2 separate regions of the Mus musculus genome follow, and region 1 is linked to region 2. The links are chromatin contacts, called in public HiChIP or PLAC-seq maps. All regions are on one chromosome and are shown on one strand. Each heading gives the region's core, a stretch centred on a gene start, on an enhancer-like site or on the middle of the called end of the contact. The rest is flanking DNA. Distances are from core to core; before and after follow the strand shown.

Region 1 (2,700 bases), core at 138-2,637, 620 kb before region 2:
AAACTTGTGGGCCTTTATGGGCTGTTTCAAAGGGTAGCATCTTTACATTCATTGTAAAACCATTAAGTCTCTGAAGAAAGAGCTTGAGGAAGACTCTGGAGTTCTCATGCTCATGGTTTGGTAGAACTCACACTGTGAAAACAACCATTCTATCAAAATCAATTAACTCATTTGATGTAGTCCCAGCCAAAATGCCCACATCCGCCACAGAATGTGCAGAAAAAAGAAGGTTAAAATTCATATGGATCACAAAAGATGCTGGAGCAATCCTGAGAAAAAGGGGCAGGGTAGAGGAATTACCATTCCAGATATCTTATAGAGTTGGATTAATAAACAGCATGGTATTGCCATAAACCGACAGATAGACTAATGGAATAACAACAGAAATGCCCAAACATGACTGCATGCAGCTACAGCTGACTGATCTTTGACAAATGTGCCACAAATACACATTGGGAAAAGACAGCATCATCAATAAACTACTGGAAAAATGAGATGTTTGCATGAAGAAGAACAAACTGGACCCAAATTTATCACCCAGCACAAAAATGAGCTCTGAACGGATCAGAGACCTCAATGTGAAACTTGAAACACGGAAACTGCCAGGAGGAAGCAATCATAGGCAGTGCCCAAAAAGATAGAGCTGTCTGTAACGACCCTCTGTCCAGGACTCTGTCAGCTCAGGAATTAACCATTGACCAGTGGGTTTCACTGTGTAGCCCTGGCTGTCCTGGCTCTCACTCTGTACAGCCAGGATGTCGGGGATTGGTCTGCCTTTGCCTCTCAAGTGCTGGGATTAAAGGTGTGGACCACCATCGCCCAGCAGCCAGCAGCCCATCTTTCTATTCCAGACTAGAACCAGGTCTAGTGTTCTTATCTTGTCTGTAGTGAGACTCCCTTCCTATTCAGTGTGCGGTGTCTATAGAATGAGACATGGAGGCAGATAAAATAAAATGAAAACACTGGTTCTCAACCTTCTTAATGCTGTGACCCTTCAATATAGATCATCATGTTCTGGTGACCCCAACCAAATAAAATTGTTTTCATTGCTACGTCATAGCTGTAATTTTACTACTGTAAAATAGCCATGTTTTCTGATGGTCACGGCCCCCAGCTTTAGAACCATTGGTCTAGGAGGTGTGATAGCTGATGGGTATCTGAGAATGGGCGTTTGCTTTAAACCTTTAACTTTTAAAGTGCTCTAGCACGGGAGACTTATTTCCATGACATTTTTTTTTTTTTTAAAAAGAAGAAAGCCTGCTGCTTGTGGACCTGTGAAATAAAGGCATTATGTTCTCAAGCAGAAAACCTGCCTTCCCCAAGAGACACGTACCTGGCCATATTAAAAAGGATTTCCATAGGCATCTGTTTCTCAGATGTGGTCCTAAAGCCTCAGGGGTCAGAAATGTAGACTGCTGGAATCTGGGGGGTGTGGGAGGTGCTTGCAGGGAGCCTCTCACTGGACTGTTTCCCTTGGCCCCCGGCCTCTGTTTCTCACACAGTGATCTCAGACTGTGCATGCTTTCCTACCTGTCTTTCTTTGGTATGGAACCCCCAAAAGACCCTTTGGTCAGGTACCACAATTCTTCCCGAGTACAGAGGAAAATCAAGATGAGGGAGGAGCCTCGTGTAAGGGAAAGGCTCGGGGTAACAGAAGCAGAAACATATGCGCATTTCATCCAGCAGGGGGCAGTGAGATCACGTGGCTACACTAAGCGAGGCAACCCAGACCCCAGGACCAAAGCTGAGAGCTGCTTTTGCTCTCCAAGGTGGATTCCAGGACCTGGTACCTGCCATCGCTCAAGCCCTCCGCAGGTTTTGTAAGAGCTTTTTCCATTTGATAATTTATAGGAACACTACTTGCTTCCCTTCTGTCCAGTGGCTTATTTAGAATGGCTGAGCACGTTTTAATAAATCAGCAACCCTCCAAATGTGAAGGGAAATAAAATGTTTTGCAGCCCGGGGACGGCGAGGGTTTGTCTGCCTTGAGCACTCCTGTGACAGGACGATCAAATAAAGACAAGGTTGTGGTTTTGATCTCTCTGGAGGCTGATTACTTTGTTCTATTGTGTGGTCAAAGGCCTCACTACCAATGTGTTTAATCACCTAGAAATGCTTGCTTTGCATCTAGGAGGTCAGCTGTGTTGCAGGGTCAGAGAAATTTACTAGGGCTAGGGAAAAAGTTCGGTCTTAACATGATGCAGTCGCTGTTTAAAAATCTCTCTCCTTGAAGGTGATAGACAACGCCTGTGAAAGTAATGGAGTGGTGTTCAAATCCATTCGCTGTTCCTGTGATAATTCACTTGCACACAGGGAGAGTGGGTTTTGCCATTTGAAAACACAGTCAATTCTCTCTGCTTCAGTGGATCATCTCTATAGGATCTTATCTTCTCTCCCTTGGTTGGTCTCAGAGAAGGGCAGAGGTCGAGAAGAGCCTGGGAAGAAAGAGCCGATAGAAACGACATCCTTCTCACTCCACTGCCTTTTAAAGTCACTTGTCATTTTGCATGAGCTCTTCTCCCTGCGACAGGTATGCGGGTCAAATGGCTTCTTCAAGAGGATACCCAGAACTCCTCACCCTGCGTGCCTCATAGATGAAAGTCCACCTTTCTTTTTTGCTTCATTTTGTACTGCCCCAGAGAGCCCTGTCTCATGGTCCTTCACCTCAGTAGCTCTGCCAAAAACATACTCAGTTTTGCA
Region 2 (2,700 bases), core at 199-2,698:
TTCCACAGACCATGGGAGCTGCAGCTATCGTAGGCTAGTAGAGTCTTGAAGGGCACTGTGCAGAAGTCTCTCACAGGTTCACTAATGTATTTTCCAAAACAGTTTGGTTAAAGTGTATCCAAATCATTCTTTTAGTCATAAGAAAAACTAGTTAAAGAAAATTACTGACACCGAACACCTGAGGGCTGAGTTCAAGAAGCCTGGATTCTCCACTACACCAAAGTGTCATGTTACACTGAAGTTTAATTTCCATGGACTTTCTTTTTTTCAAAGTTTTGAATTCTAAATAAAACACTAAATTATTTTGCTCTTTTTATCATCATCATCATTATTGTTGTTGTTATTATTATTATCATCTGTAGCTGCCAGTGGCCACAGGTTACTGGGTTCCTGAAAAGAAAGTTGGGATTGGATGGGAAAGGTAGTGAGAGAAATAAGGAGCCAAGACAAAGTTCTCTGATCAAGGCTCAACTTTAATTCTAGGGTCTGATATTTAAGGAGGTGGGACCCATCTCCCACTATGTCAAGATCTCATGGTTGCTTTGTCAAGATCTGTCAGGAAAATAAGCTCAGCTGCTCAGCAGGTAGCCTCTCACAGGAAGCTGCAGATGTGGCAGACAAAAGACTTTACCTAGGTCAGAAGACTCCACCCTAGGCGAGCTAGCAACTGTGTCAAACAAGGTCTGAGCCAGCCTGCTCAAGGCTGGGGGCAGTGGCATAATTATCATCAATTCTATCAATATTCTTTGGGAAATATTATTTAAAGTCTAATGTGAGAGTGTATCATTTTGATATTCCCCATTATTTCTAATGAAGAAAATAATTATAAGATGATTTTGTAAATTTTCTGAATTGCTTAGTTTTTTTTTTTTCTAATTGTACTATGATCAACTTGTTCAGCAACGTTTTGGTGAACATTCTACTTCACCAAAGTGTCATCTCACACTAACATTTAATTTCCATGGGCTCTACTTATAAAGCATATTAAGATTGGAGGTACTTTTGGTATAGCATTGGAAATGTAAATGAGCTAAATACCTAATAAAAAATGGAAAAAAAAAAATAAAAAAAAAAAAAAAAAAAAAAAAAGATTGGAGGAGACACAAGTGATCAAAGCCTGCCAATTTGACAGCACACGCGTTGGAGACATAGATATAAGCAATCTGGTAGACGCCACAGCATTTTCACCATCATTTTTGAAGGATGTCATGGAAACCTTACCTGTCCATGAGGAGTTAAATACATTTTTACATAAAGATAACTTCCAGATGCACAGGCTACATTTTGACAGTAAACTCAGCCCAGTGAAAGAATAAGTTTGGATTAATCCAGAGCAGGTCACCAAAAGCAAGTGCTAAAATAAAGCCATAAATCTGCACTGCTCAATAAAGCAGTAAGGTTAGTACATTTCCTCTGGTTGTCATTCTCTGAAGTGAAAACAGCTGTCGTATTAGAAGTATATCCAACTTCAAATACGCAGGCAGTGCCCAAACCACAAAACCACCACAGGCACAAGACCTCATCTTATTTAATTGAGACTGCATGAGAGACAAGAGTAGAATACTGCCTCAGGTTTTACAGTTTTCCACAAGCCAGGAAAATAAACTGGCTCCAGATGTGTAGATGGGGTGCACATTTCAATGTTCTAGTGTTTCATGTGGACTCCTAGTTGATGATTGTTCTCACCAGAAAATAATATTTCTTTTAAAGATTTTTTTTCAAAGATGGATTGTCAGAGGTAAGTGTCAAACTCATCTCATTTCAACCTTGGCCATCAATAGACTGATCAGATGTAGCTTCCTGGGACCACAAGATGAATCTAACTTTCATGCAATTTCAAGGTGATGTCTAAGGAACTGCCACTGTAATGGCCATTTGCCACAACCTTCAACAAGAAGGTATTCAAGCTAAAACTATGATAATATTTCAATCAAGTTGCATGCCATCCCTTTCTAATGCTCAACAATATTTCTCTCATTTTTTTATGTGTCTACTCCTAAGAGAACTGAGCTGAGGTAAAAATTAATTTTTATACGTCTTTATCTAAGACTTTTCACTGAGATTTAAGGTGACAGTCTGAAATATAATTTAAAAGGCACACCTTCTCTCTTGTTTGAAGTATTACCTCCTAAAATGTATGATAAGAGCTTGGAAATTAGTTTTAACAATGTGTATGTACGCATGTATGTAAGTATGTATGTATATGTATGTGCATGTATGTCTGTGGTGTATACGTATATGTGCATACGTTGTTGATTTTTATTGTTGTGTGAAGAAAACTACATTTCAAACTTACATCTACTCATATTTGATTCTAGGTCCTTGAAAGACTCTTTAAACATTTCAATTTTAAGTGGTTTTGTCTGTTTTGTTGTGTTGAGGGTTTAGTTTTATTGTTGATGTTTGGCTTTGTTCTGGAGGAGTGTCACCTCTGAAAAATCTCTATTTTTCCTGGAAAAAAATTTAACCATTGTTCTTATTTATTTTACCTCAAGAGGATTGCCATAAGGATAAGTTGTGTTAGCTTTTTATTGATACAATAAAGATGACAAGTTTATCGACTTAACCAGTACAAACATATTTTCTTATAGTTATAAAGGCTAGATTCCAACTTTAAGAGCAAATGCCAACATGTTTAGAGCTTAAGGGCTGAGATCTTTCCTATCTGATGTAAGAATGCAGGCATCTTGACTTTTCTAT

Evidence for each region. HiChIP or PLAC-seq counts read pairs in DNA pulled down with a chosen protein or histone mark.
Region 1: a contact with region 2 is called in an H3K4me3 HiChIP or PLAC-seq map of embryonic limb bud, with 6 times the contacts expected there. The contact joins two enhancer-like sites. A contact is called at or near these places in 5 of 39 promoter capture datasets (the 3T3-L1 cell line, cranial neural crest, hippocampal neurons and 1 more), 1 of 484 Hi-C or Micro-C datasets (the 3T3-L1 cell line) and 1 of 115 datasets of contacts at active chromatin or transcription factors (embryonic limb bud).

The regions. Positions count from the first base shown.
Region 1 is chr17:82,856,703-82,859,402 of GRCm38.p6, reverse strand. The region is part of intron 4 of Gm34265 (a long non-coding RNA gene); the gene reads left to right. Among named protein-coding and RNA genes, the nearest start is that of Gm41629, 14 kb to the left of the region's middle. Within about 2 kb of position 1,387, at least 27 of the 459 cell types and tissues checked have an H3K27ac peak or open chromatin away from gene starts, as enhancers often do. A contact at or near this core is called in embryonic limb bud, where this site is marked.
Region 2 is chr17:82,236,454-82,239,153 of GRCm38.p6, reverse strand. No RefSeq gene overlaps it. Among named protein-coding and RNA genes, the nearest start is that of Gm22386, 5.5 kb to the right of the region's middle. Within about 2 kb of position 1,448, at least 9 of the 459 cell types and tissues checked have an H3K27ac peak or open chromatin away from gene starts, as enhancers often do. A contact at or near this core is called in embryonic limb bud, where this site is marked.